7 separate regions of the Mus musculus genome follow, and regions 1, 2, 3, 4, 6 and 7 are each linked to region 5. The links are chromatin contacts, called in public Hi-C and promoter capture Hi-C maps. All regions are on one chromosome and are shown on one strand. Each heading gives the region's core, a stretch centred on a gene start, on an enhancer-like site or on the middle of the called end of the contact. The rest is flanking DNA. Distances are from core to core; before and after follow the strand shown. Region 1 holds the start of Usp19 (ubiquitin specific peptidase 19). Region 2 holds the start of Col7a1 (collagen, type VII, alpha 1). Region 3 holds the start of Slc26a6 (solute carrier family 26, member 6). Region 4 holds the start of Ip6k2 (inositol hexaphosphate kinase 2). Region 5 holds the start of Dhx30 (DEAH (Asp-Glu-Ala-His) box polypeptide 30). Region 6 holds the start of Epm2aip1 (EPM2A (laforin) interacting protein 1). Region 7 holds the start of Nckipsd (NCK interacting protein with SH3 domain).

The links. Promoter capture Hi-C pulls out the DNA fragments that hold promoters and counts their contacts. A called contact is a pair of places that touch in the nucleus more often than the background predicts. Capture Hi-C pulls out chosen DNA fragments and counts their contacts.
Region 1: a contact with region 5 is called in a Hi-C map of B cells, with 7 read pairs. The contact joins the promoter of Usp19 here to the promoter of Dhx30 in region 5. A contact is called at or near these places in 4 of 39 promoter capture datasets (embryonic stem cells, hippocampal neurons, liver and 1 more), 1 of 484 Hi-C or Micro-C datasets (B cells) and 1 of 115 datasets of contacts at active chromatin or transcription factors (embryonic forebrain).
Region 2: a contact with region 5 is called in a promoter capture Hi-C map of embryonic stem cells, with 4 times the contacts expected there. The contact joins the promoter of Col7a1 here to the promoter of Dhx30 in region 5. A contact is called at or near these places in 2 of 39 promoter capture datasets (embryonic stem cells and pre-B cells), 4 of 115 datasets of contacts at active chromatin or transcription factors (CD4 single positive thymocytes, astrocytes, embryonic stem cells and 1 more) and 2 of 9 other capture datasets (macrophages and pancreatic islet).
Region 3: a promoter capture Hi-C map of embryonic stem cells shows a contact between it and region 5, with 4 times the contacts expected there. The contact joins the promoter of Slc26a6 here to the promoter of Dhx30 in region 5. A contact is called at or near these places in 9 of 39 promoter capture datasets (cranial neural crest, embryonic stem cells, frontonasal cranial neural crest and 5 more), 2 of 115 datasets of contacts at active chromatin or transcription factors (astrocytes and embryonic stem cells) and 1 of 9 other capture datasets (pancreatic islet).
Region 4: a promoter capture Hi-C map of adipose tissue shows a contact between it and region 5, with 2.5 times the contacts expected there. The contact joins the promoter of Ip6k2 here to the promoter of Dhx30 in region 5. A contact is called at or near these places in 3 of 39 promoter capture datasets (the C10 cell line, hippocampal neurons and pre-B cells), 3 of 115 datasets of contacts at active chromatin or transcription factors (astrocytes, embryonic forebrain and stem cell-derived neural progenitor cells) and 2 of 9 other capture datasets (adipose tissue and liver).
Region 6: a contact with region 5 is called in a promoter capture Hi-C map of pre-B cells. The contact joins the promoter of Epm2aip1 here to the promoter of Dhx30 in region 5. A contact is called at or near these places in 4 of 39 promoter capture datasets (the HPC-7 cell line, hematopoietic stem and progenitor cells, liver and 1 more), 1 of 484 Hi-C or Micro-C datasets (CD4 T cells), 1 of 115 datasets of contacts at active chromatin or transcription factors (double positive thymocytes) and 2 of 9 other capture datasets (adipose tissue and liver).
Region 7: a contact with region 5 is called in a promoter capture Hi-C map of liver, with 6 times the contacts expected there. The contact joins the promoter of Nckipsd here to the promoter of Dhx30 in region 5. A contact is called at or near these places in 9 of 39 promoter capture datasets (the 3T3-L1 cell line, cranial neural crest, embryonic stem cells and 5 more), 2 of 115 datasets of contacts at active chromatin or transcription factors (astrocytes and embryonic forebrain) and 2 of 9 other capture datasets (liver and macrophages).

The regions. Positions count from the first base shown.
Region 1 is chr9:108,488,348-108,492,147 of GRCm38.p6, forward strand. Usp19 (ubiquitin specific peptidase 19) reads left to right here and starts at 2,329. Exons shown (of 27, transcript NM_027804.4): 1 at 2,329-2,548. It overlaps Lamb2 (laminin, beta 2), which reads left to right. Exons shown (of 33, transcript NM_008483.3): 27 at 1-99; 28 at 179-527; 29 at 820-1,027; 30 at 1,106-1,247; 31 at 1,430-1,606; 32 at 1,699-1,858; 33 at 1,937-2,183. The coding sequence ends at 2,073.
Region 2 is chr9:108,951,355-108,954,948 of GRCm38.p6, forward strand. It overlaps Col7a1 (collagen, type VII, alpha 1), which reads left to right and starts at 2,232. Exons shown (of 119, transcript NM_007738.4): 1 at 2,232-2,282; 2 at 2,390-2,478; 3 at 2,976-3,156. The coding sequence starts at 2,391.
Region 3 is chr9:108,852,148-108,855,873 of GRCm38.p6, forward strand. It overlaps Slc26a6 (solute carrier family 26, member 6), which reads left to right and starts at 1,896. Exons shown (of 20, transcript NM_134420.4): 1 at 1,896-2,687; 2 at 3,630-3,726. The coding sequence starts at 3,677. It overlaps Celsr3 (cadherin, EGF LAG seven-pass G-type receptor 3), which reads left to right. Exons shown (of 36, transcript NM_001359572.1): 36 at 1-822.
Region 4 is chr9:108,781,456-108,785,191 of GRCm38.p6, forward strand. Ip6k2 (inositol hexaphosphate kinase 2) reads left to right here and starts at 2,357. Exons shown (of 6, transcript NM_001379600.1): 1 at 2,357-2,415.
Region 5 is chr9:110,115,729-110,119,233 of GRCm38.p6, forward strand. Dhx30 (DEAH (Asp-Glu-Ala-His) box polypeptide 30) reads right to left here and starts at 1,888. Exons shown (of 23, transcript NM_001252682.1): 1 at 1,630-1,888. It also overlaps Gm10615.
Region 6 is chr9:111,270,331-111,273,931 of GRCm38.p6, forward strand. Epm2aip1 (EPM2A (laforin) interacting protein 1) reads left to right here and starts at 1,515. Exons shown (of 1, transcript NM_175266.4): 1 at 1,515-3,601. The coding sequence starts at 1,631. The coding sequence ends at 3,451. Mlh1 (mutL homolog 1) reads right to left here and starts at 1,278. Exons shown (of 19, transcript NM_026810.2): 1 at 1,079-1,278. The coding sequence starts at 1,194.
Region 7 is chr9:108,806,196-108,809,944 of GRCm38.p6, forward strand. Nckipsd (NCK interacting protein with SH3 domain) reads left to right here and starts at 2,185. Exons shown (of 13, transcript NM_030729.4): 1 at 2,185-2,459. The coding sequence starts at 2,289. Ip6k2 (inositol hexaphosphate kinase 2) reads left to right here. Exons shown (of 6, transcript NM_001379600.1): 6 at 1-138.

The DNA of each region.
Region 1 (3,800 bases), core at 1,079-3,578, 1.6 Mb before region 5:
AAAGAAAACTTCAACCGCCAACATTTGGCCAACCAGCAGGCACTGGGACGGCTCTCTGCACATGCCCACACCCTGAGCCTGACGGGCATAAATGAGTTGGTGAGGTGCAAGTATGGAGAGGGACAGGTGGGTGTGGGTGTTCTTCCCACAGGACCTTGATTTGTTTTGTGCCTGGCAGGTGTGTGGGGCACCAGGGGACGCACCCTGTGCCACCAGCCCTTGTGGGGGTGCCGGATGTCGGGATGAAGATGGGCAGCCCCGTTGTGGTGGCCTCGGTTGCAGTGGGGCAGCAGCCACGGCAGATCTAGCGCTGGGCCGGGCTCGGCACACGCAGGCAGAGCTGCAGCGGGCACTGGTAGAAGGTGGCGGCATCCTCAGCCGGGTGTCTGAGACTCGTCGGCAGGCAGAAGAGGCACAGCAGCGAGCACAGGCAGCCCTGGACAAGGCTAATGCTTCCAGGGGCCAGGTGGAACAGGCCAATCAGGAGCTTCGAGAACTTATCCAGAATGTGAAAGACTTCCTCAGCCGTGAGCCTCCCATGTGGCCCAGGCCATGTGCTTGCTTCCCTTGTGTCTGTGTGTACTTGAGTCTCGGTGTCTGCAATGGACATGTGTTTATAACCCTATGTCTGGCCCTGAGTCCCTGTCCAGTCAATGTCCCTAAGTCTGTGTCCCTTATATAGTCCCTGTTCCTTGGTTACATCCTTATGCCTGTTAGCAAACTCCTATTGCATGTGCAGTCTGAGACCCCAGAATACCAAGATTGTGTTCCCAAGGTCATGCAGGAGAGACTGTTAAGCCCTTGCCTGTGTCTCCATAGAGGAGGGAGCCGATCCTGACAGTATTGAAATGGTAGCGACTCGGGTGCTAGACATCTCCATCCCGGCCTCACCCGAGCAGATCCAGCGCCTAGCCAGTGAGATTGCAGAACGCGTCCGAAGCCTGGCCGACGTGGACACAATCCTGGCCCATACCATGGGCGACGTGCGTCGGGCTGAACAGCTACTGCAAGATGCGCACCGGGCACGGTCTGACCCCCAAGCCTGGTCCCCATTCCTGAAACCTGGTCCTGATACCTGTAGACCCTGATCTCCCCTCTTCCTCAGGAGCCGGGCCGAGGGTGAGAGACAGAAGGCAGAGACAGTCCAAGCGGCACTGGAGGAGGCTCAGAGGGCACAAGGAGCTGCTCAGGGTGCCATCTGGGGAGCAGTGGTTGACACACAAAACACAGAGCAGACCCTGCAGCGGGTATGACTTCCTTAGGACGAGGTGATGGGCATGTACTAAGGATCTGGCTTGCTTTGTCTGGGACAGGGAGGTCTTACTGTGTAGCCCTGGGCAGCCTGGAAGTTACAGAGATCAACTTGCTTCTCCTTCTCAGTTGCTGGTACTAAAGGTGGATTTGTTAAACCTGGGCCTTTCTGTGGCAGGTCCAGGAGAGGATGGCAGGTGCAGAGAAGTCTCTGAACTCTGCCGGTGAGCGGGCTCGGCAATTAGACGCCCTCCTGGAGGCCCTGAAACTGAAACGGGCAGGAAATAGCCTGGCAGCATCTACAGCGGAAGAAACAGCAGGCAGTGCCCAGAGCCGTGCCAGGGAGGCTGAGAAAGTGGGTTGGGCGAAGCCCTCTGGATGGGGTAGGGGTATTATAGTTAGAATTCCACTGAATTAGTATACCGACCCTGCCTCTTACATCTGCAGCAACTACGGGAACAAGTAGGTGACCAATACCAAACAGTGAGGGCGTTGGCAGAGCGGAAGGCTGAAGGTGTTCTGGCTGCACAAGCCAGGGCAGAACAACTGCGGGATGAGGCTCGGGACCTGTTGCAGGCCGCTCAGGATAAGCTGCAGCGGCTACAGGGTGAGGACCATGGTGGGCGGGAGCTAGAAAGGTGGGCTTGCGTGAGAAAAGACTTGAACTATTTCTTGACCCTTCTAGAGCTGGAGGGCACATATGAGGAGAACGAGCGTGCACTGGAGGGCAAAGCGGCCCAGCTGGATGGGCTGGAAGCCAGGATGCGCAGTGTGCTCCAGGCCATCAACTTGCAGGTCCAGATCTACAACACCTGCCAGTGACCACTCCCTAGGGCCTAGCCTTGTCGCCAAGCACTGTTCTGCACACGATCGTCCGCACATTAAAGAGCTCCTGGCTAGCAAGAGCTTTCAATAAACCTGTGTGAACCTCCTCTGTGTTGTCTGGCCTTTGATGGGAGGGGCGGAGGACCTTTATACACGCCATCAGCTGTAGGCTACCAGCAGAGGCCGAGCACCGGAACCCCTCCTCTTCCTTTCCCGCCCTCCCCAAAGCTGCCCTTCACCAAGAGCTCCCACTCTTGCCGGAAGTGCGTCATCAGCTCGGCACCCCGCCTCCCGTAGCCGTAGCTAGAAGTCGAAACAAAACAAGCGGCTGAAGCAGCGGCGAAGGCGGCGGTGGCGGAGGAGCCGGGACGGGGGAGGGGCGCGCCGGAACCGGAACCGACCCGACGCCGGAACCGGAATCGAGAGCGTGTTGCCAGGGCCCGAAGAGGGCTGGTGGCGGCGGTCTCGCTCGGTGAGTGGTGTGGGCCTCAAGTCGCCGGTTTGGCCGCAGCGGGGGAAGGCCGCAAGGTTGGCCCGGGGCGGGCCTGTTCAAGGTCACGGGCCGTGCCAGCCCCGACATCTCGAGCCTCGCGGCGTGCTCGGCCTACCGATGCCGACCGAGCCGTTATGCTACCCCTGTGGCCGGCCTCTCTGTTTTTAAGAGGATTAGCGGCGAGCGAGGGTGGCTTCCTGGAGGAGGTGGTGGCAGGCCTGGGATTCGGAGGCTGGAGGAGGGCAGCATCCTAGCCGGGGCGTTGGTCTGCGTTCAGTAACTCTGCGCAGCTTCTCTAACCAGCTGGGATCTCCGGATAGTTTCTCTGCCGCTTCGACGGCTTTCAGAGCATGGGGGAGGGATTCCGGCTGTGAATCGGGCCTCGGTGTAAGGAGGAAACGGCGGGTGCTCTGCCCAGAGGCCTGGACGGACTGTCACTAAAGATTCCGCTCATCACTCTTATCGTCCAAGGGTATTTTTATCACCCCACTCTCCCCTAAGGGAACACAGGCTACAGTTCAATCTCCTTCGTCTCGCAAGCCGGGCTTGAGGCTGCCAGGGCTAGTACTAGGTCTACGTTCCATCTCCACCCTCACTAGTTTTGAGAACTTCACTTTGGATGGAGGGAGCCCGAATCCACACACAGGTGGGAAACAGATCAGGCCTCCGTGGCTCAGAGCTGATGATGAAGGAAGGAACCTGGAGACAGGGGTGATGTCTGTTTCGTTGTTAAGCCTATCACCGTGTCTTAAAACTGGAGTCCACTCCTCATTTTTTTTTTTTTCGAGACAGGGTTTCTCTGTGTAGCCCTGGCTGTCCTGGAACTCACTCTGTAGACCAGGCTGGCCTCGAACTCAGAAAATCCGCCTGCCTCTGCCTCCCAAGTGCTGGGATTAAAGGCGTGCGCCACCACCACCCGCCTCCACTCCTAATCTTTAAGGCTGAGGAGAGAGAGATCGATCCTTCTTTAGGTGGAAACAAAAGATCAAGTTTCAGGAGCTGGTTTATGGCAAAAAATAGGAGCCGGCAGGAAGCAGACTAGATGCTTTAGTACCAGAGCCTTTCTGGTTAGTGGCAGCACCTGGGGCCGTTTTCAGCTTCAGAGTCTGCCCTTCTGCTGCTCTGACTATTCCTTGGTCTCCCTCTCTGCTGCCTGACTCCTTCACTCTCTACTTGTCTGGCGGTGACTAAGCAGCCGGCGAGAGTGAAGGAAGCAGAGCAGGCTGCTCAG
Region 2 (3,594 bases), core at 982-3,481, 1.2 Mb before region 5:
TGGGGCCTTATGAGAGGTGGAGTGAGCTGAGGAAGTACAAGGCAGGCAGTATTCCCCGTAGTACTGGGAGAGACAGAGGGAAGTGTGGGTCAGAGGTCACCCTGCCCAGTTCTGGTGAGGAGTTTGGAGGTACTGAAGATGTAATGGGATGTGGGCCTGGTTGGAGACATGGTGCCATCTGGCAAAACATGACTGAAACCAGGGAAACGTGAGAGGAAAAAAGGTTACTCTGGGACCTCCACGGCCCTGATGGAAGAGTTGGAGGCAGGTACAGGTCTCTCCCACACTGTAACCAAAGCTGCAGCCTTGCCAGGATGCTGCAATCAAGGGGCCTTAGAGGGTCATACCTCTGTTGAGGAAGCTTTTGGCTGCTCTAGACCTAGTCATCCCTAGCCTTCTACCTTCTCAGTAGCCACCTTTGACTCCATACAGAGCCTTTCCTGGGGGACACTCCAGCTCTAGTGAGGTTTGCCTTGATGCCATACTCTTTTTTTTTTTTTTTTTTTTTAAGATTTATTATATGTATATCAGTAATACCAGAAGAGGGCATCGGATACCATTACAGATGGTTGTGAGCCACCATGTGGTTGCTGAGAATTGAACTCAGGACCTCTGGGAGAGCACCCAGTGCTCTTAACTGCTGAGCCATCTCTCCAGCCCTGATGCCAATAGGCCAGGCTCACATATACATGTATGTTCATACCATACATGCCACATTCACCCTGTTGTTACCCACCTTGGCTGTGAGAGCATGCCTGGTTCTCTACTGCCCTCATCTGGAGCATACCACCTAGGGATGGGAGGTCCCAGGGACAATTCTGGGGAGACCTGGGTGTTGCAAAAAGGTTCGAGGACCTGTAAAGACACTGTGTCCCGGGATAGTTCTGAAAGTGGGGGTCTTCAGTGACAAGGAGAGCTGGAGCTTTCCTGACAACTGGGAAATTGAAACGGATGGTCCTCTGTGCCCTGAGGTTCGCCCATGCTAGAAAACTAAACACCTGCACCTGTCCCCATCTCCCCACTTAGCCTGTGGATCTGCGGGAGGTTGCAGGGCCAGGCATATTGGAAGCAGCCATGGTGAATGAGGGAATACTTTCTGGTCTGTGCTGAACTGTACAGGACTGACTAGGAAGCAGAGGAAACAGGGCCCAAATGGGGGCTAGTTTTCTTAGGAGTGTCCCTCTATATTGATGACACCCGCCTAGTCACCATGCATGTATAACCAAAGGAAATCATTAGGAAAGAGGGCTTGACCTGTGACTGGCAATGACTGTCCACACGAAAGGATCAAGAGGGGGGTCACATAGGGAGGGGAAAGTTAGATACCTTGAGGCAACAAGGAAAGGAGTGTCATGGTGTGGCCCTGCCCTAGTCAGGGAATTGAGTAGAAGGGGTGGAGGGGATTCTTGCAGGTTCTAATGAAGCCAAGTAGATGGGGAACCTGGCCTGAATCGTGGACAGGCCTTGCCAGTGGGAACGTGGGTATCAGGAGATGGATTCCTGAGAGATGAGCTGTCAGCATGGGTGGTCCATCCCCCCCCCCCCGCATATGGACAACCCTCCCTCTTTGCAGACACAGCTGGATGGCATCTGTCTAGGGTAAAAGACTCAGTAGGGAGTGAGCGGCACTGGGATGAACAAATATGAACACGCATGGCACAAGTTCTTTCTTCCAAAATGGGGAAGTGTTGCTTAGATCCAGCCCAGTGGAATCTTGGGGTCCCTAGGATAGTCCCATAGTCTCCTGTTTGCTGGGGGCTGCTTTGCCTGTCATGAAGGTTAGGGTGCGGCACAGGAGGGCCACCAGACAGAAGCATGGCTGATTCACGTTTGTCAAGACCTATAGCCTGAGGCTTTGTCTGGGCACCCCATGGGGTTAGGGGTGAGTCAGCGCCAGCTGCAGTATGTCCTACCTACCATCAGGCTGCTACCCCTATGGTCTGCTGGAACCTGTCCACATTTCAGAGAGCAGCAATGACTTCATTGGTCACTCTAACTAGAAAGCAGTCAAGACTTGGAACCCTAAGTAAGGTTGGGGTGCTCTTGAAGTGTCTGTCAAAACCCTGAGTGATACTCGAAAGTCTTGGGACCTGACCTTGCCCTTAAGTGCGTCATATCTTAAGTCCAGGAGAAGTGGGGTGGGGGAAGCGACCTCTGGGGAGGTGGGTGGGGGCGGGCCGCCAGGTCCCCGCCTGCTGCTCCGCCTCCTGGGATCAGGGACTTTTCTCCTCAGTGCCGGCAGGACTTGCTGCGGCGCGGGAGCAGGCTGACTCCTCGCACAGGCAAGATCGGGACTTGGGGTGGGGGGTACTCGGTTTCCACCCGCCAAAGGCTTGGGAGACAAGAGACAGAGAGGTTGGGTTCCTGGCTAACTGTTTCTATCACTCAGGATGAGGCTGCGACTCCTGGTCGCTGCGCTCTGCGCTGCAGAGATCCTGATGGGAGCGCCGGAAGTGTGGGCCCAGCCCAGAGATAGAGGTGGGCATCTTTCGGGGCTCAGCACCCTGTCTGTCACCTATGCATCTACTCAAACTTTATCCCTGACACCTTTCCACCGATGAGTCCCCCAAACTCTTCGTGGATTCTTCCTAAACTCCCTGAATTCTACTCTGCATTCCCCAAATTGCCTCCTATCCCATATGGCACACAAATTCTAGCTCCCTGGATGCAGGCTGATCCTCTGTCCTCAGCCACCGGACAACAGTCCCTCCACGCTGATTTCAGCCCCGCAGCTACACCCCTGCTTGCAGGTTATCCTCCCCCAAGGTGCTCCTGCCCTCCCTGAGAAGCTCTGTTCAGAGTCCCACTGCGGTTTCCTCCAACACTGGCAGAAATACGCCTACCTGGGCTCCGTTTGCAGAGGAACATAAAGCCTATTGTCCTTCCAGTCCCCAAGTCCCAGGGGACCTCAGTGCCTAGAGGATGGTGGGTGGCTGTATTCCCTAAAAGGTCATGATCTCTCCTCCCTGCTTCAGTGACCTGCACACGCCTTTATGCTGCTGACATCGTGTTCTTACTCGATGGCTCGTCGTCCATTGGCCGCAGCAACTTTCGAGAAGTGCGAGGATTCCTGGAGGGGCTGGTGCTGCCTTTCTCAGGAGCAGCCAGTGCACAGGGCGTCCGGTTTGCCACAGTGCAGTACAGTGATGATCCACAGTGAGTAGTCGACGTGGGGTCAGGACTGTAGGCCCCAAGACCCCTTAACAGGAAGGAGTCTAGAAATAGGCTTTGGAGAGCCCAGAAAGGCCCTCGCCAACACCTCTTCTGGAGAGAGGTGGGGATAACTTGGAAGAGTGTTCTTGTCCTAAAACACCTCTCAGTCAGTGTCCTGGGGTTGTGGTGGGGTGGGGGTGGGGTGGACAGGATGATTCTGCTTCCTGATCTGCATAGAGAGAGAGAGTCCAGGAGCTCCAGGCGTTGGGCTCCTGGTGGAGTCTGCATGTTTGGGCTCTGCCAGCTCTTCAGCCCTCTGTTCATCAGAAATGCTTTGTCTGGCCAGTGACCACTGTCCTGAAACTGAGCCCTTCCTCCTACAATTATTTAATCAGATATCCTGCCCACACACACCACCACCACCACCACCACCACCCCCGC
Region 3 (3,726 bases), core at 646-3,145, 1.3 Mb before region 5:
GGGCAGTGAGCAAAGGGAGCAGAAACAAGGGAACCCAAGACCCAGAATGTAGGTAGGTGCCACCGCCTCTCACTGCTTACAGGATCCTCCCTGGCACCAGGCTGCAGCAGTGGCTGCCCCACCTTCTGTTGGTCCCTTATAAAGGGACAGGTAACTGTTAGGATCCTGCTCACAAAACTCTCTTGTTAGTTGTCTGATGTCCAGTGCTGGGGACTTTACATTTTTGTTACTTTGTTTACAGATCAAGATTATTTTTTTAACATGGTTGGGTTTTATTTATTGTTTACAGCTTCAACCATTGAACTTACACACTTTGTTTTATAGTTCAGAATGTTTCCCCCTCTTTGTTTACAAGTGAAAGGTAGAAAAAGTGGGGGAGGGGCCTAAAAGACCCACCTGCGATGCCCCTGGACCTGGCCATCTTGAGGTAGGCTTCTAATCCCAACTTTTCCCAGGTCAAAGGTCAGCTGAGTCTTCTAACAGCTTGCCCCGAAAGTGGCTCAGGACCGGGGTTCTGTGCAGCCGCCACCCACCCCTACCCTGTGTTTACTCTTGGGAGGCAGTTTCTGAGATTCAAAAAAATCCCACTTCACTGCCTGTGCCAAATCCCACCAGCCAGGTCCCCAGCTCTCTTTACCCAGACTGACCCCTGCCCTTGAAGGGCTGAGAGGCCTGTCGGTTGGGAGAGTGTCCTTGCTATGTCCTAGGTTCTGTAGATGCCCGTCTCTGGGGTCCCCTTCCAACAGTGGCCCTCTTTCCTGTCTGTGTAAATTGTTCCGTGAAGCCGCGCTCTGTTTTGGGAATAAACTTCTATAGAAAACACTTGTTCCTCTTTCTGTCTCAGCTGTTGAGAATACTCACCCAGGATGACCTTTGTAGGACTCTGAGCTCTCCTCCCTCCAAAATAGCCAGTTATTTTTAGCCCATTTCATGGGAGATTTGGACCAGGTTCCCATTTCTTTCTGAAATATGGCCTCTCACCTTGTGACTGGAGCCTGAAGTTGGAGCGCAGGAGCTGCGCCAAGAGAAGCCACTTTCCTGGTCTAGGCAGTCATATGAGGGTTTCCTTAATATCCAGAGGCTGACATTTGTGGCCCTGCCCATTAGTCACCCCAAACCTAGGCGTTCCCACTTCAGTTCCTGCTTACCCACCCACACTCTGGCCCTTACTGGTCTTTTCTCACTTGGATCAGGCCAGAGCTTCCAGACCTGGAAAGGATCCTGAGTGCTCCATTTCCAGTCTAGGCAGCCAGGTGTGAAAGTGAAAGGGGGGGGGGGGGCTTAAGAAGCCACCCATGGTGACAAATACCTTTGATCTCTTCTTTAATCCCAGCACTCACTAGGCAGAGGCAGGTGGATCTCTGTAGACAAGTCTGGTCTACAGAGAGTTCCAGGACAGCCAAGGCTAAACAGAGAAAACTTGTCTGGAAAAAAAGAAATGGAGGTGGGGTGGGGCTGGTCTTGAGGACCACTGTGCCAGGTCTCAGAAGGAAAAATCTGAGGGTGATACTCACAGCTTGGTGGTCCCTGAGAGACCCTACAGGCCTAGATCTCCCACAGTTGAGGCTGGGGCCCCTGGTTGCACACCTAGGCATCCAGATCGGTCAAGAATGTCTCCTCTGCATAAAGTGGGGACCTTCTACAAAGCATACAATTAGGTCCAGCCACTTAAGGGCACAGAGGCATAACATTGGCCAAGCGTAGCGCTGGGCCTTCGTTCCAGTCCTCCAGTCTCAGCAGAATGCTCCAGCTCCCAGCAGGTTAACAAGAATCGCAGGCAGGGACAGAAGCTAGGCCGACGGGAAGGAAAGGGTTAAAATTTTATTCTCCGGGCTCGCCCCGCCCAGAGAGTATGACTTGGATTCCACCCCCAGAATTCTGATTGGTCTGATCTTGCACATCCTAGCGGTGGAGCTTGCGGCCGGCCAAGTTCTGGGCCTGGCGCCACCTTCTAGCCGGTAGTGGCCTCCTGGGGGAGCTGTTTGAAAAGCGGTACACGAGTTACCCTCTGAGGGCCATGGGACTTCCCGATGGGTCCGGTGAGTTGCAGGGCGCTGCCCAAATTCCGCGTGCCCGCGAAGCGCTAGTAGTTCTGTGACTCCCGGCCTGGGTCAATTCAGGAAGGGAACCTCCAAGTCCCCGACAGGCATTTCCCGTCTGCGGAGCCTTAGTTTACCGCCTTGCCGATTTTCCGAAGGAGGTTATCCATCAACAGCGAGGGATGGGGGCGGGCTCTGGCGCGACCCCAGCTCTTGAGGGTTGTACTGAACGTCCCTGGAGTGCTAATAAGGGCGCTGCAGGGAAGTTGCTGCTTACCGAGGAGTCCTGGCACGGGAGGTGTGCCAGCTGGGCGCGTTGGGACTGGGAGAGAAACCGCTGCAAGACAGGCTCTAGCCAGGCGGTGGACCAGCCGCGGCCTGAGTCGGCAGGGTACTGTTCACATTTGTCGCTGCCGGCCCTTGTGCCCTCCCAAAGGGAGGTGCCAAGCATCAAGGCTCCGCCCTCCAAGGCGCGTGCCGCCTGGTAAGGGGAGGGAGCCCTTTAAGAAGACTTGAGAGATCTTGAAGGAGGGGAGAGGGGCCGCTGAGATCTCCTGGAGCCCGCGGTGCAGAGAATCTCTGAAGATCTTCCTTGCGTCTGCACTGCTCCCTCCTCCATTGGATACCCAGGTTAGAGAGTCTTCCCAGGTGAGTTCCTACCCCTCTGGTGGGATTCTCTCCCCTGGTTATAGCCTCTCCTAGATCAGAACTCACAGGTGATATCTTTCCCACAGGCTAGCCCCTCCCCCCTGCCCACTCCAAATTTGTTTCCCCTGAAATATATTTATAGAGAGCTGCATTCCATATGGAGGCACCCCCCCCCCAGATCAGAGTTTCTTCTGAGAGACCCCCTCAGATCCTATTCTCTGGTAAAGTCTCCCACTTCCGAGAGAAGTGCCTCTCCAGAGAAGTGCCTCCCGATGAGAGATTCCCACACCCCCGGTCAGAACTTGCCTGGCTGGTGAAAGCTTTCAGGGCAGAGTTCCCTCCAGGTTGGATTGGCTTCCAAAAGCTCCTGTTCCCAGGTGAAGTCTCTCTACTTCGAGTGGGAGCCTGTCAAAACTCCCTGGAGGTGAGAGCTTCGACCCTGGAGTCTTGCTGGACCCTGTCCTGAAACTGGAGGGCAGTATTGCTTACAGACCTCTGGTTTGCTAGTTCTTATCTGTCAACTCGCTCTCAGCCAACAAGGTTGGGCTCCTGGTGGAAAAGCTGGAAAGGGGACTGGACAGGAATTGATTCAGGGAAGGAAGCCAAGGGCCTGAGAGGTAGGGGCTAGGAAGCGCAGTCAGTTTGGACCTGGACCCAGACCTGGACTTGGACTTGAAGTGGTACTCGGGGCTGGGCAGCCACACCTGAGCTGGATGTGTGGGCATGCTCATCCATCTCTCCCTTCCGGAGAGACTTTGGCCCAGAAAGAGTCTTCCAGCAGCCAAAGTTCAGATACTGCCTCTGTCAGGGTGTGAGCACGGGGCCCTCAGAGACCAGCAGAGTTAGCTCTACCCTTGATCTTTGAGCCCAGAAAACTCAGGTATGTGGCTCTGTGGTCCCAAGTAGAAGTTCTATTGTATATCTGTGGTCTCACCTCTCTAGACCAAGGGACACATCAGACGCAGGCACTCCTGTCTGCAGCCCAAGAAATGGAGCTGCAGAGGAGAGACTACCATGTGGAAAGGCCATTGCTGAACCA
Region 4 (3,736 bases), core at 1,107-3,606, 1.3 Mb before region 5:
AAGTAAAAGCAGTCTGGAATTTAGAATAGCACAGCAGGCCATCAACCCTGGAATGGCAGCCACATTCTCTCATTGCCCCAATGTTTTACTATCTTTATTATTATTATATTTACCACTGAGCATTATGCATCTTCTTTAAGGCAAACAAATCTGCAAATATTTCTGGAGTTTAGCTGGAAGGATAATAAACACCTACCTTAAAAAGTATAAAGGGCTGTGAATATAGTGACTATAGTGACGGAGTGTCTACCTAGTATATATGAAGCCCTGGATTCAATCCCCAATACTGAAGAAACAGACCAAAAAAAGCCAGGGAATGCACACCTGTAATACCAGCTCTTGAGAGTTGGAGGCAAGGAAATCAGCCTACAGTGAATGAGATCTTGTGTTAAAAAAAAAAAAGTAAAAAATATTCCATATGATCATAATTGCTGGGGGAGGAAGGAAGTAGAACAGGGTAGAAAATAAAGGTAGTCTCCAGTGCTGAGGACAGAGCGAGAAGTTAGAGTCTAAAATGTGAGGGTGTGAGAGCTCTGAGGTACAGCCTGTGGAAGGCTGATCTTTCAGGCATAGAGAACCACTGAGGCCAGCCCTGACTGGGCACCGTGTGTGCAGTGCACTTTGAGACTGAGCTGGAGGCCAGCAGAGGAGGCATAGATAGGCGGGAGTGGGCAAGCCTGAGAGTCTAGCTGCCTCTGGAGCCTCTCTGGGGAGTGGTTATTAATCCACAGGCTGATAGATGGAGAGTGGGCTGAAGGCAGCAAGGTCAACAGGGGGCTGGGCGGGAACTGTGACACTGATCTGGAGAGAGACTTGTAGGGGTTTAGGTACTCAAATCACGGTCATGTCAAAAAGTGGTGTGTTCCTGAGACAGCACAAGCTCCTGGCACAACAGATGAATGCAAAACAAACAATACGACAACAGCCATACGGAAACAGTCAAGGAACACACACAGCCAGAGGGCAGGCTGTCTATCAACAGCTGAACACTGAACCAGGAAGAGCCTGAACTGGGCAAACACTTTTGGGGTCGATTAACATGAAGTTGGCATTTAAACCTGAAACCTGGGCCTCTCGGTTCATGCCTGTAATCCCAGTAAGAGGAAGGTTGATGCTGAAGAATTGCCTTAATTTTGAGGCCAGCCTGGGCTACAGAGAGGGATCTGGACTCAATTAGTTAATATTTTAAAAACAAAACCACGACCCGGGGTAAGTGGGTATAGACAGAGAGGAAAAAATGTGAAAAAGAAAAACTAGACAGAACTGAACACAGAGCCATGAAGGCCTCAAGGGAAGGCGATTCCAAGAGGAACCTGTTGGTAATAGGAGTTTCTCTTGTCCACCTTTAGAAAGCAGGGATTAAAAAAATCTGTTTACTGCACTCACTGCAGAGTGTAGGTGCTTAATAAATACTTCAGTTTTAAAAACCTATGAGCTACATCTTTGCTAATGCCCAGGATGCAGGGTTACAACTCTGGCATCCTTTACAGAAAGGCCAATAGCCAAGAAGGAGGTCATCCCATGCCCATGGTTCCCATCGTGCTCCTTGCCTTTCCTGGCTGCGCTGACACTCGTTCACTCATGCAGGAGACCTTCTGAATGACACAGGCTCCAGACAAAGGAGTCTTGGATGAGCTCTATGCTCCAGACCTATCAATTTACCGAGGACCCTATACATCCCTCTGATCAGACTTCTATTGGCTTTTATCTTGTCTGTCTGTCCACTCATCTGTTCACCTGTCTAAACATTTTTTAAAAATTATTATAGTGTGTGTGGTGTGAGTGTGTGTTTGTGAGTGAGAGAGAGACAGAGACAAAGAGCCAGAGAGAAACAGAGCAACGGCTTGACCTGTTGAGCCGTCTTACTGGCCTCCTATAGAGCCATGTATTTGTCTATCGTCTGTAGTCATTCTCTCTGTTCCCTGCTGCTATCCCTTTATCCATCTTAGCGACATGTAGTTCTGTCCATCCATCTGCTAGGTTGACCAGCTTTGCAGTTTATCACAGAATGAATACTGGCCTTGACATTCCTGTATCCTAGGAAACTCCCCAGTGCGGGGCAAACCAGGACTGTCTGTCCATCCACCCTTACCCTAGGCATCCTGCAATCGATCCATTTGGCACACAGCCCATCAGTTACTTCAACTCCAGAACAGACTGGCCACCCTCCTCACTCAGGACAACGCCCCGCCTCTTCCCGCCCCTTGCCCATTCAGGAAGCCGCCCCAAGCGAATCCCGGCGCCCTAGCAACAGTCTTCCAGGCCGCCCAGTCCGCTTGCGCGGCTTCGGGTGCGAGCCAATAGCGAGGGGCCCTGGGAGCGAGGTTGGGGGGCGGGGCTGAGCGCGGCCGCAGCCATTTTGGTGGAAGAGAAACAATAGGACGGAAGCGTCGCGGGACTGGGCTGTGGCCGCAGGTAACGCCCGCCCCGCCCGGCCCGTGGCCCTGTCACCCCGGGGCTCAGGGGAAGAGGTTTTCGGTGCTGGTAGCGGCCGGGCTCCGGGATCCCTGGGAGGCTTGGGTTTGTGAAGGGGGTCCTATGGCTGTCATTGAGAAGCGGTCTCCCCCTTTTTTTGTGTAGTCATCCCTTCCCTATTTACGGGGGGCCATTGTACCTTGCAGTTACTGGGGAGAGTAGCGTTGCCCACCGAGACGGGGCAGAATCTTCCCCCCGGCATTGGAGGGTCTCCCGGAACCGGGGGAGGGGAGGGGGCGGGGGACGACGACAGTGTCTTTCTCCGGTTTTGAAGCGGTCTCCCTGGGTCTTCCGGTGGAGGACAGGATCTCTGGTCTCACAGAGGTCCCCCGGCCACGATCTCCCTGGTCTTTGAGGATGGGGTCTTTATCTTTGGATGGAAGGGTCAGCCCGGATCCTCAGGTACTGTTGTTACCTGGGCCTGCAGATGTGCAGCCATTTTGGGTGTTGAACGTCAGTTGTGCCAGTCAGCTCCTCTTTGATCCCGGAAAGGCGGGGGAGAGGGTGATCTGCGCATCCAACCTTATTGGTTTTTTTTTTTTCCCCTTCTTCTCCTTTAAGATCTTAAAATGGATCAGAAGGTGTCTTCTTTTTTCTTCTTCTTATGCTGATGCTCCTACCACGAGTGGGATTTTATTCATATTTGATAACAAGACTGCATCTATCTTCTGCATCCTTCCTAATGACTTGATTCGTTTTTAGGATTTTAATTTCTATCAAATATCAAGAAAGCTGTACTAGCGGGAAAATGGGGAAAAATGTAGGAACTGGTGAAATCTAGGGCTCTTCTTACACGCGAAAGGAAATAGAGCTAGTCATCGCATGTAAATAAACATTTTGTTAGCAGAAATGTACATAGAGCAAGAACAAAATAATTTCGAATATTTGTAAGAAAAAGTACTGAAGGGATCCAGAGGCAGTGGGAGGGGGATAAGAAGGGACCAGGGGGATGGATATGGTCAAAATACATTGTATACATGTTTGGAATTGTCAACTAATAAATATTTATGAAAATAAAAAGATCCAAAAGAAAGAAGCCCTGGCAGTTTTGAAACAGCAAATATGATGCAGACAAACATTTTGAAAAATTTAAAGGACCTTCCTTGTTGACAGCATTGTTGTTGATTTTCAGTATTTAAAATGTTTGCTGTATTTGCACTTTCCCTGGGATAACATTTTAAGAGATGGGAGATGCTTATTTACCAAGTTGTTGCCGTGGAGAGTGTAATTGTAGGGTTTTGTTTTAATTTTAGCAGCTATC
Region 5 (3,505 bases), core at 638-3,137:
CAAATGTGAACTGTGCCACAGAGCATCCCTAAGAAAATGTTAAGAATCGCTTCTCGGCCTTTTGGCTAAGATCAAGTGAAGGAAATGTTAAGAACATTTTCTCCAAGCTCAGAGCAAAAGCCCCTTTGCTTTTCTAATCCCATAATGGCTATAATACCAATCTATCTAAAATGATACTTCCAGACTGGGAAAATTATACCCTCAAAATTCTCAAAAACATTTTTACAGTTTACAAAGAACGCCCATAGACTTGACCTCATGTAATCCCTGAAGCTAGCCTATGAAGAACATTCTCTCCCGGAGAAAGAAACTGAAGCACAGATATCTAATTTACCCAGGATCCCATAGCATCAGGACCGAATGAACTCTGACCCCATGGTTTACACGTTTCTATTACACGACTTTTCTTACATATCAACCTGTATTCTGCATATATCATGTTCATTTTTTGAAAGAATAAGTGGGGTCCAAAACTGGATAAAACTTTTTGGACTATAGCTTCATAAATTAAAATATTGAAAAGTTTGATCTTTGGGTGTCAGGTGGGGTACACCTACATAGAAACTTTGTCAAAGAATATATAAATGTAGAAGTAAAAAGCATTATCATAAATCTAAATAATAATATATAATAAAATCAGGAAAGAGTTCTCCTGCCTGGAAATGTCAGACTCTGAGATTTAAGTATAAATTATAAGATGTAGTCAAGAGGTGCATGGCACATGGCGCTGGGGTCACTGCATTCCAAGAAACCGTTGCAAGGAAAATCATTAGAAAAGGTGTAATTTTACTCTGGCCAGTAGGTTGCATCCAAAAACAAGTTGAGACCTTGCAGCTGGACGGCAGCAGTTTATTTGCTACCATGCATGGCGAACACCCATGAACTGGGGGTTGTAAGGTGAACAGTCTCTGCATTGGAAAGCCGCAATTAAAAGACCAATATTGCTTACACAAGGACTATCTAGAAAGCACATAGACGCTGTACTCTTGGCTTGAGGATTCTGAAGACCCCTGGGAACTCCACTTCACTGCAAACAAAGGACCCACCATGCATTAGGTCTTCCCCTGCAAAATGGGACAAGTCACTACCAGCAAACAAAGAACACCTCACCCCTTAGCCTCCCCCACTGACAAGGTCGGTGCAAAAGGAGGCAAACCAGAAGAGTCAAAAATGCACCAAGGCCTCCCTTTAGAGGAACGGTCCTGACCCGCACAGTGGGAGGAGGGGCAGACAAAGGTCTCGGGCACTCCGGAGACTTCCTCCGGGCCCAGCCTGGGGAAAACCGAGCATCCCCTGAGGCGAAGGCGTCGTCGAGCCAATGAAGCCGCCTCTCTCGGCCTCCGCTGAGCCCCTGGCAGTGAGGCCCGCCCCGGCGGACCGGTCTGGCCCCCGCCCCGCCCCGGCTCCATGGCAACGGCAGGCCGAGGCCTGGCTGCCCACGGCTCGGCCCGGCCGGCTTCCCGGGCAGGCCTAGGATGCCCGGCCTGCTCCTCGGGCTCGCCAGCTCCTCCTTCCCACTCTCTGCCAGGCCGCTAGCCGGACTCGGGACCCCTCCTCGCGCCGACCACCCCCGACCGTGTCAGGCTGCTTCAAGGGGCGCGAAAGGGTAGAATAAAAAGCCCAATTCACCTGTTGTTACAGATGTGAAACAAGCCTCGGTGCACGGCGCATGAGCCGCGGGCCCCCCCAACTACGGCCGGACTACAACTCCCACCAGCGACGGCGCGGTCTCTTCCGGGTCCCGAGGCGGAAGTCCCACCTGCGGCCCCGGCTCTGTTCGGCCTGGCTCTCTGTGCGGGCTGCCGCTGCCTTGGGGCTCGCGATGGGTTCGGCTGCCTAGGTTGTCTCTAGTGTTCCTCAGCCCACAGCGCGAGACAGTCAGTCTGCGCCTGCACCCGGGCACTGGCTGGAGGGAGCGCGGCTGTAGCCCCAGACACAGGCGGGACTTCCGGCGGAGCGGCCGGGGACGCGCGTGGCCTGTGCCGTGGGAGCCGGCGAGAGCCGGCGGGAGCTGGGGACGGGTGACCATCTCAGGCTCATCTCTCCATCCCCAGCCGCAGCTCTGTGTCCGTCGCGCCTTTTCTCTCCTGCGTCTCCCCTTGGTCTTCTGCACTTTTAGGGAGGTGAGCGATTTTGCCTCACAGAGACATAAACCAGGCAAAGGACAGGGTAGCGCTTGCTGCTGGCTTCGGGGGGTTGTGGTGAGGGACGACTGCGAGTCTAGGCCACATCGACACTCAGGAGCGAGGGGAGGGGGTTTGCCTGTTTGTCCTCTGAACAGAGTGAAGCATGGGTTCAATGAAATCCGCCGTCGATAAAGGAAACTCAGTGGCGTTGGGCAGTAGTTCACAGCTGGGAAGACAATATTTGAGGATGTGCCCTTTCGTGATATTTGGAGAACTAATACAATAGCTCGTAATTTAAAACAGACGAAGAAAATTCTATGTGCATGTGTGTGGTACCAAGTGACATGGCATCAGATCCTTGGAAGCTGGAGTTACAGGCTGTTGTCGGCCAGCTGTTATCTTAGGTTTTTTATTGCTGAGGTAAAAATACCACTTCTCACCTTATAGGTGACAACCTGCCACTGAGTAATGTCATATCAGGAATGGAAACAAAAGACATGGAGGAACCCTTGCTTACTGCCTCATGGCTGATACAACAGCCCCAGAATTTACTATCTCCCCAGGGGAGGCACCCTCCCAAAACCTCCACCCTGCCTAAAAGCCAGATTGGTGGGGGCAGTTTCTCAATTGTGGTTCTCTCTACCCAAATGACTATAGCTTGTGTCAAATCAACCAAAACACACACAACAACAAAACTACTAATCAGGCAAGTGTTCATAACCACTGAACCATATCTCCAGTCCGTTTTCCTATGCTATTTTTTGTGCAGCCATTTAAATGTATTGTTAGCTGTGTGCCACAGCACAGGTGACTTCAGCTGGTCCGAAGCTGGAGCAAGACAACTGGGAATTAGAAGCCAACCAGGATTGCATAGCAAGAAATGCTTCTAAACCTAGCATTCTGGAGACAGAGACATGCAGATCTCTGATCTGAAGAGTTCCAGGCCAGTCAGCGCAACATAGACCCTGTTTCAAATGAAGACGGAAAGAAAAGGAAGGAAGGAAAGTATACTAGTTGCTATTTTCCTGCTAGATTGCACAGAAGGCTAGGAGAAATGAAGGAGGTGAAACAAAGAATTGCTTCTTGAAAACAAAACATAGAAATCCCTGCAGTGCCCAACATGTTTGGTACATACTTGGAATCCCTATAGAAACAGGATCTTCAAGGCAAGCTTCATATAGACCAGTTTGAGTTATCCAAGACTGGATCTCGAACAGGCAAACAAATCCTTGTGCTGGTAATTTGAGAGACTGCTATTTATAGGCAGGTATGTAGACAATATGACCCTAGCCTCAGGAAGCCTAGTATCCTAGTAGAAAAGAGGAAAAGGGGGAGCCAAAGGAAAGAGATAAATACTAGAAAGGTGTGACGTGCTAGGG
Region 6 (3,601 bases), core at 265-2,764, 1.2 Mb after region 5:
TGAACAAGTTCTCCAGGTCATCCTAACACAGTAAAAGCAAAACCTATCCTAGGGCAGCCTATTGACACCAAATCAAATGTCCGAGGGCTCCCTGCTCCTTCCTCTGGTTATCTCTTCAGTTTCCTTTCCTCCCTGTGGCAGTGGTTCTCAACCTTCTTAAAACTGGGACCCATTGTTACATTGTGGTGACTCTTAACTATAAAATTATTTTGTTGCTACTTCATAACTGCAATTTTGCTATTGCTCTGAATTGTAATGTAAATATCAGAATTTCACGATGGTCTTAGGTGACTCCTGCATAAAGGTCTTTGGACCCCAAAGAGGGCCTGAGGTCATTTATCTCAGTGTCATCGTTCTGAATGCTTTGTCTTTTCAGTGCACTTCTGAACATTTGTCTTCTTTGGCTTTCACAACCATCAACTGATATTAACACAAAGTCCTTATGTACACAGTGTCCTTTTTGAACTTATTTGGTGGTGTGTCTACTTTGGGGTATACTATTCACTGTGCCTATTAAAGGTTAAACAGTACACGTTTAACTTCTCCCCTCCACAACCTGACGGGTCTAAGTCTCAGATGCAGGTCTAAGTCTCAGACTAGGGTCACTCACTAATTTGACAAGAGGAGAGTCAGAAAAAAAGCCCCATGTCCTGATACGTCTGAATAAAACTCAGAAGAAACTGTGCCTTGGATGTGTAGGGATTATTCCGGGAATGAATGATAAACCTAAAATGGCACACTCTGAAGACTGTTTCTCTTCCACCCTTACACATTCACACATCGTCAGCCGCGCATCTTCGTTGTATGTAACGTGGCGGCGAGCCGCATACTCCAGGAAGATACCATTAAACCAATACCACGCGTGCTTCCCCTACTTGCGACCCAAACAGGTCTCGCGCAAGTCGTGAGGACCTTCGGCCGTGTGCATAATGGGAAACCAGCCTGGCACGCGCAGGGTCCCTGTGCCCGATGCCCCCACGGTCCCCGTGCTCGGTGCCCCGCACGGTGGCCGACTGCAGCAGGTGGGTCGGCCCGCCCCGGCTCTCAGTCGGGGAACTCGGCTCCGCTCCCTCCGTACCAGTTTTCTATCATCTCTTTGATAGCATTGGCCGGCCGCTGAATGACTTCCCCCGCCGCTATGCGGTTCACTACCGTCTCGTCCAGACGCCGAATAACTCCTGCTACAAACGCCATATTGGCGCCCGAGTTCCCAGTCAGCCAATCACTCGAGCTCCTCACGCTCAAGTTCTTCCTTCAGCTTCGGCCGACTGCAGTCCTGCGCCGTCTTCCCAGCGGCAAGTGCTGATTGGGCAGCATGAATGCCAGTCAAGCGCTTTTACACGTCAGTTCCTGGGATCTCTGTCCCGCTCTAAACAGCGGCCCGACACCAGGCTAGAAGGCAACGCGCTTGCGCGTCAAAGTTCACGGTCCGCTCTTCCTATTGGCTCATTTCTGAGAGCTGAGGGAATACGAAATCTCCAGCCAATAGGAACGGAGGTGCCCTGGCGGAGGCTGGTGCACCCCTGCTCGGGTGATCTGGCGCAGAACCCAGGGGGTGCTTGGCGTTCGTCGGGCTCCTCCCCGTTTGCTGCGGCCTCAGAGCTCGGCGTTCTCCTGTGGCCTCCGCAGAATGTGGATGACGCCCAAGAGGATTAGGATGGAAGTCGACGAGGCTCTGGTGTTCCGGCCCGAGTGGACCCAGCGATACCTGGTGGTGGAGCCTGCGGAGGGTGACGGGGCCCTGTGCCTGGTGTGTCGCCGCCTGGTCGCCTCTACTCGGGAACGCGACGTGAGGCGCCACTACGAGGCCGAGCACGAATTCTACGAGCGGTTTGTAGGGGACGAGGAACGCGCGGCCCTGGTCGAGCGTCTGCGGCAGGGTGACATGTCTTTGGCCGCCGTGCTCACTCCGGAGGAGAGAGCGACCCGGGCAGGCCTCGGCCTCTGCCGCTTCTTGGCCTTGAAGGGTCGCGGCTGGGGTGAGGGTGACTTCGTACACCAGTGCATGGAGGTGTTGCTGAGAGAGGTGCTGCCGGATCACGTCGGCGTCCTGGAAGGCATTGACTTGTCTCCAGAGATCACACGGCAGAGGATTCTGAGCATTGACAGCAACCTCCGCAGCCAGCTGTTTAACCGAGCCAGGGACTTTAAGGCCTATTCCCTTGCTTTGGATGACCAGGCTTTTGTGGCCTATGAGAACTACCTGCTGGTCTTCATCCGTGGCGTCGGCCGCGACCTGGAGGTGCAAGAAGATCTTCTGACGATTATCAACCTGACTCATCACTTCAGTGTTGGGGCTCTCATGTCGGCAATTCTGGAAGCCCTGCAGACAGCAGGGCTCAGCTTACAGCGAATGGTTGGACTGACCACGACCCACACTTTAAGGATGATCGGCGAGAACTCCGGACTGGTCTCCTACATGAGAGAGAAGGCCGTGAGTCCCAACTGTTGGAACGTAATCCACTATTCGGGATTTCTTCACTTGGAACTGTTGAGTTCTTATGATGTTGATATTAATCAGATCATAAATACCATATCTGAATGGGTAGTTATGATTAAGACCAGAGGTGTTAGGCGACCGGAGTTTCAGCCTCTACTAACTGAGTCTGAGTCAGAGCATGGTGAAAGAGTTAACGGACGGTGTTTGAACAACTGGCTGAGAAGAGGCAAAACGTTAAAACTAATATTTTCACTAAGAAAAGAAATCGAGGCGTTCTTGGTCTCAGTGGGGGCAACAACAGTTCATTTCTCAGACAAGCAGTGGCTTTGTGATTTTGGTTTCTTGGTAGATATTATGGACTATCTTCGAGAGATCAGTGAAGAACTGCAGATCAGTAAAGTCTTTGCTGCTGCTGCCTTTGAACGCATCTGCACCTTTGAGGGTAAGCTGAGTTCACTTCAGAGACATATGGAGGAAGTAAATCTAACAGACTTTCCTGCCTTCAGTATAATCGTTGATGAACTTAAACAGCAGTTTAAGGAAGATCAAAAAATATTTGATCCTGACAGGTATCAAATGGTGATCTCCCGCCTACAGAAAGATTTTGAGAGACATTTTAAGGACCTCAGGTTCATTAAAAAGGACTTAGAACTTTTCTCAAATCCATTTAGCTTTAAACCGGAATATGCGCCTATTTCTGTAAGAGTGGAGCTAACAAAACTTCAGGCCAACACTGACCTGTGGAATGAGTACAGAGTCAAAGACTTGGGACAGTTTTATGCAGGACTGTCTGGTGAAGCTTACCCAATTATCAAAGGGGTTGCCTATAAGGTGGCATCCTTATTTGATAGTAACCAGATCTGTGATAAGGCTTTTGCATATTTAACTCGAAACCAGCACACATTGAGCCAGCCACTGACGGATGAGCATCTCCAAGCACTGTTTCGAGTTGCCACAACTGAAATGGATCCTCGTTGGGATGATCTTGTGAGAGAAAGAAATGATTCGTAAGCCGTTGTGGTCCAAGAAGTTGATTTGAAAAGGGAAAATTAATTTGATTTTTCTTTCACATTTCCTCATTTGGATGGTTGGAAAGCATTGAACTTACTACAGATGTTCAAATTGATAAGCATTGAAATCTTTCTGACAAGTTGCCTTTCT
Region 7 (3,749 bases), core at 935-3,434, 1.3 Mb before region 5:
CAGCCTGAGCCGGCCCCAGACGTGCTCAGAGCCTTTTATTTATTTTAACTGTTTCTTCAACATTCCACATTTGATGATGCAGATACCTCTTTCTTCCCTGAGTGTAAATGTTCTAATACAGATGTTTTGTTTATTGTATACAGTGCTGCTGTCGTTCTTTCTAAGCATGCAGACTCCTCCCAGCCTGCAGAAGCCTTGCCTTGTGGTCTCCTAGGCCTGGCACCCACTCATTACAAAGACTTGGCTTTGTCTAAAGTGTCCCAGTCTAGCACTACTTAGTCAGGTCACTGTGGTTTGTGCTGGCTTGGTCTCTACCACCCTTACACAAAAGTACAATTGGTATAGGCTTTCCCATGGCCCTGTGCAGCATAAGGAGAAGCTGGACAACAGGTGCTCCAACCCTTGTTTGGGTCCAGCTTTTTATTTCTCCTTGGTAACTGGCAGCAAGAAATTAATTGGCTGGCCATAGTAATTCAGATATCCTGGACCCCATGGTGGGGTTTCAAGTAGCCACAAGTCTCTGGTCTGTTGGTAGCCATGGACAGTCTTGGCTTCAACACCTGCTACCACTCCTACTCAGCAGTCCCATAATCACACCAGCTTCATCCTTTACAAAGACCAGTCAGCATAGCTCCAAAGAGCTACCACTACTTTGTGCCTGAAAGCTTCTGTAAGTGTGTGTGTGTGTGTGTGTGTGTGTGTGTGTGTGTGTGTGTGTGCACTGCCAAAAATTGGCAGAAACATTTGATAAAGCCAGGGTCTGGATATCAAGTTCTTGTCTTGGCTGAGCCTTCTGGCAGCTCCCCACATCCCACTGGGCCTACCTCCACCATGCCTAAAAATAGATTAGCGAAGTCTAGGTGTAGTCTGGCTCATCTAAGTACTCAGGCAGAGGGAGTTGGATTGCTGTTAGTTTCAGGCCAGTTGGTGCTGCTAGTGTGACCTTGTCTTTAGGGGGAAAAAGCCAGGTGTGGTGGCACCTGCCCTAAGTCCCAGCATTTGGGAGGCAAAGGCAGATGGATCATTGGATTTAAGGCCAGCCTGGTCTACATGGTTCCAGAACAGCCAAAACTACACAGTGAGACCTTGCCTTGGAACATTGTCTGATGGTGTGTATATCCTGTGCTCCTTAGATTAGTGGAGAGTATGCAAGGATCCTTTAGGCCTTCTTCACTACGACCGAGGGATGCCAAGGATTTCAAAGATGTGGATGGCTAGGCTGAATATTAAACTGAAGGTCAGGGATGCTTTTTCTTTCTTTGAGACGGATTCTTACTATGAAGCCCAGGCTGGTCTTGATCTTGGCTTTCTACAGCTCTGCCTCCTGGATGCTGGGATCATGCCACCATTCAGAACTCAAAACATGCTTTTTAAACCTCATGTGTTCAGTCCCTACCCTATCAGCCTTCTGCCCTAACCATTTTTTTTCCCCAGTGCCATTTGTGATGTTGGGGCAGGACAGGGTTGGTAACAGACAGCCTTTTAAAACAGGAGATGCATGTATACACGCAGTTTGATTCGTTATGAGTAAATATGACCTTAGGTCATAGACTTAAATCCTTTTGTAACAACAAAAATGGCAAAAGGATAGTCATTGACAAGTTGGGGCGTGGTCCAGAAGGGAGTGTTCAAATAGAACAGATGCAAGACTCAAGATAGGAAAGAAGCCAGTATATATGAAGGGAGTGTATATGTGGTGGGTAGCAAAGATGCATTCTGGACAGTACAACCTGGTTTTGTCCCTTGCCCTCCACACTTGTCCACCACCTCAGCGACAGAGTAGGGACTTTGTACTAAGGCACTGTGAGGCCTAGATGCGCTGGGGAGACCCCTCCCCAGAAAGAACTTCCAAATGTCTGATCAGGATTCCTCAAAGCAAAACACCATATCCCCGTCCCCAGGGACGCACTGGCTATAAGCATCCTTCATCAGGAGGTGGGAAGGAACGCAGCGCTTGCACCTGAGCTGGGAAAGGAGGAGGAAAGCCAGGGAGAGGGAGTTAGGACCCTAAGTCAGCTGACTGGAGTCTGAGGCCTGAAGGAACTGGAGACTCCCACCCCGCCCCGCCAAACCTCTCTCGGCCGCGAGGGGGCGCGGCGCTCCAATACTGGAGCCGACTCGCTCCTGGGGCGGGGTTCCGGCGGTCGCGCATGCGCACGCGCGGCGTGTCACGGGGCGGGGCGGGGCAAGCGCCGGGCGGCGCGGCACTCAGGGCCTGGCTTCCCGGCACCGCAACCTTCGTCGCGTACCCAGCCCCGGCGCTTCGCGGCCCGGCCCGGCCCGGCCTCATGTACCGCGCGCTGTATGCGTTCCGCTCCGCGGAGCCGAACGCCATGGCGTTCGCTGCAGGCGAGACCTTCCTGGTGCTGGAGCGCAGCAGCACGCACTGGTGGTTAGCAGCACGGGCGCGCAGTGGCGAGACCGGGTACGTGCCGCCTGCCTACCTGCATCGCCTGCAGGTGAGTGTGTCCCTCCGTCCCAGGCCTCTCGACCGAACCCCTTCACCAGCACGCAGAACCGATCCAGGAAGCTCAGTCAGATTCTTCGGGACTTCTACCAGACAAGGAGGTTGAGACTCTGACCTTAAGTCCCAAGAGCCGTAAGGACTGAGACCCCTCCGGAAGGGCCGTCAACACCCACCCGAGACTAGGCCTTTGACATTTAACCGCAGGCCCGTGAAAAGCTTAATTCTGGAACAGGGACTCTCTGTCATCGATAATCAGAGCCTCCATCTGCATTGAATTCTCGAGCTGGATCCAGAGACTTCCAGTCCATTCATTATCCAAGTCCCTTAGACCTCCAAACCCTATTCGTTCCCCTTTCCTGAATCCCTAGGATGCCCATCTCCCATCAATCTGTAGCCTCCACCTTTAACTGTAAAGATCACCGTGCCCACCACTGACTGTGCCACCTCATACACCACCTGTTTCCTCAACCACCCTCCAGGTTCTTAGTCCCCACCCCACCCACACACTTGGACCCCAGAGCCACAGGCATTCCTGTCCCTTATGCGAGTCCCAATTCCTGTAGTATCTCTGTATCCCGAACCCGCCCACCTATCAAGCTCTCCCCAAGGACAATTCCCCAACCCTTCAGGAACCAAGGCCCCTGGCCCCTGCTGATAGACAAGGTTCCCTGGCACAGCCCCCACTTCTCCCAAGCCTCCACTCCTGACTTCTCTGGTTTCCTTCCTCTGAAATCTGGGCGCTCCATCCTGGAATGGGAGCTGTCCACACTGTGAGGAAGTGAGCCTCCTTCATGGTTTCCCGTTCTGAAGATGGCCTGGTCCCCTTCCAGTGGAGCCTGCTCCAGTTCCTGTTTGCTCAAGAGTAGTCCTGCTGCAGTGTCTCCAGCTAGCCTATTCTGACTGCAGGAGGAAGGGGACCCAGGGCAGTCTGGGCTATTCCAGACTCATAGTCCCTAGCTATGGAAACATCCTGTCCCAGCCCAGTTAAGGACAGAAATACTGTGATAAATTTGGAAATGTCATCTGGTCTTGCTAAAGACGAGGGACCCTTGGTTCTAGGGTCCTCCTCACAGACTCTCAGTCTCCTCTAGAGGTGTTCAGGTGAGAAAAATCTAAACTGTGTCACACCCAGCTCAGCTTTTTGAGCACCCAGGTCTCTTTGGAGACTTTGAGGAAGCCCTGCCTCTTTGTCAGGCCCTGTGGAGCCTCTGCTCTAGCCAGGGTCAGTGGGGCTGGAGGGTTTGGGAAGGAAAGATCTTTCTCGGATCACTTCCTGTTTCTT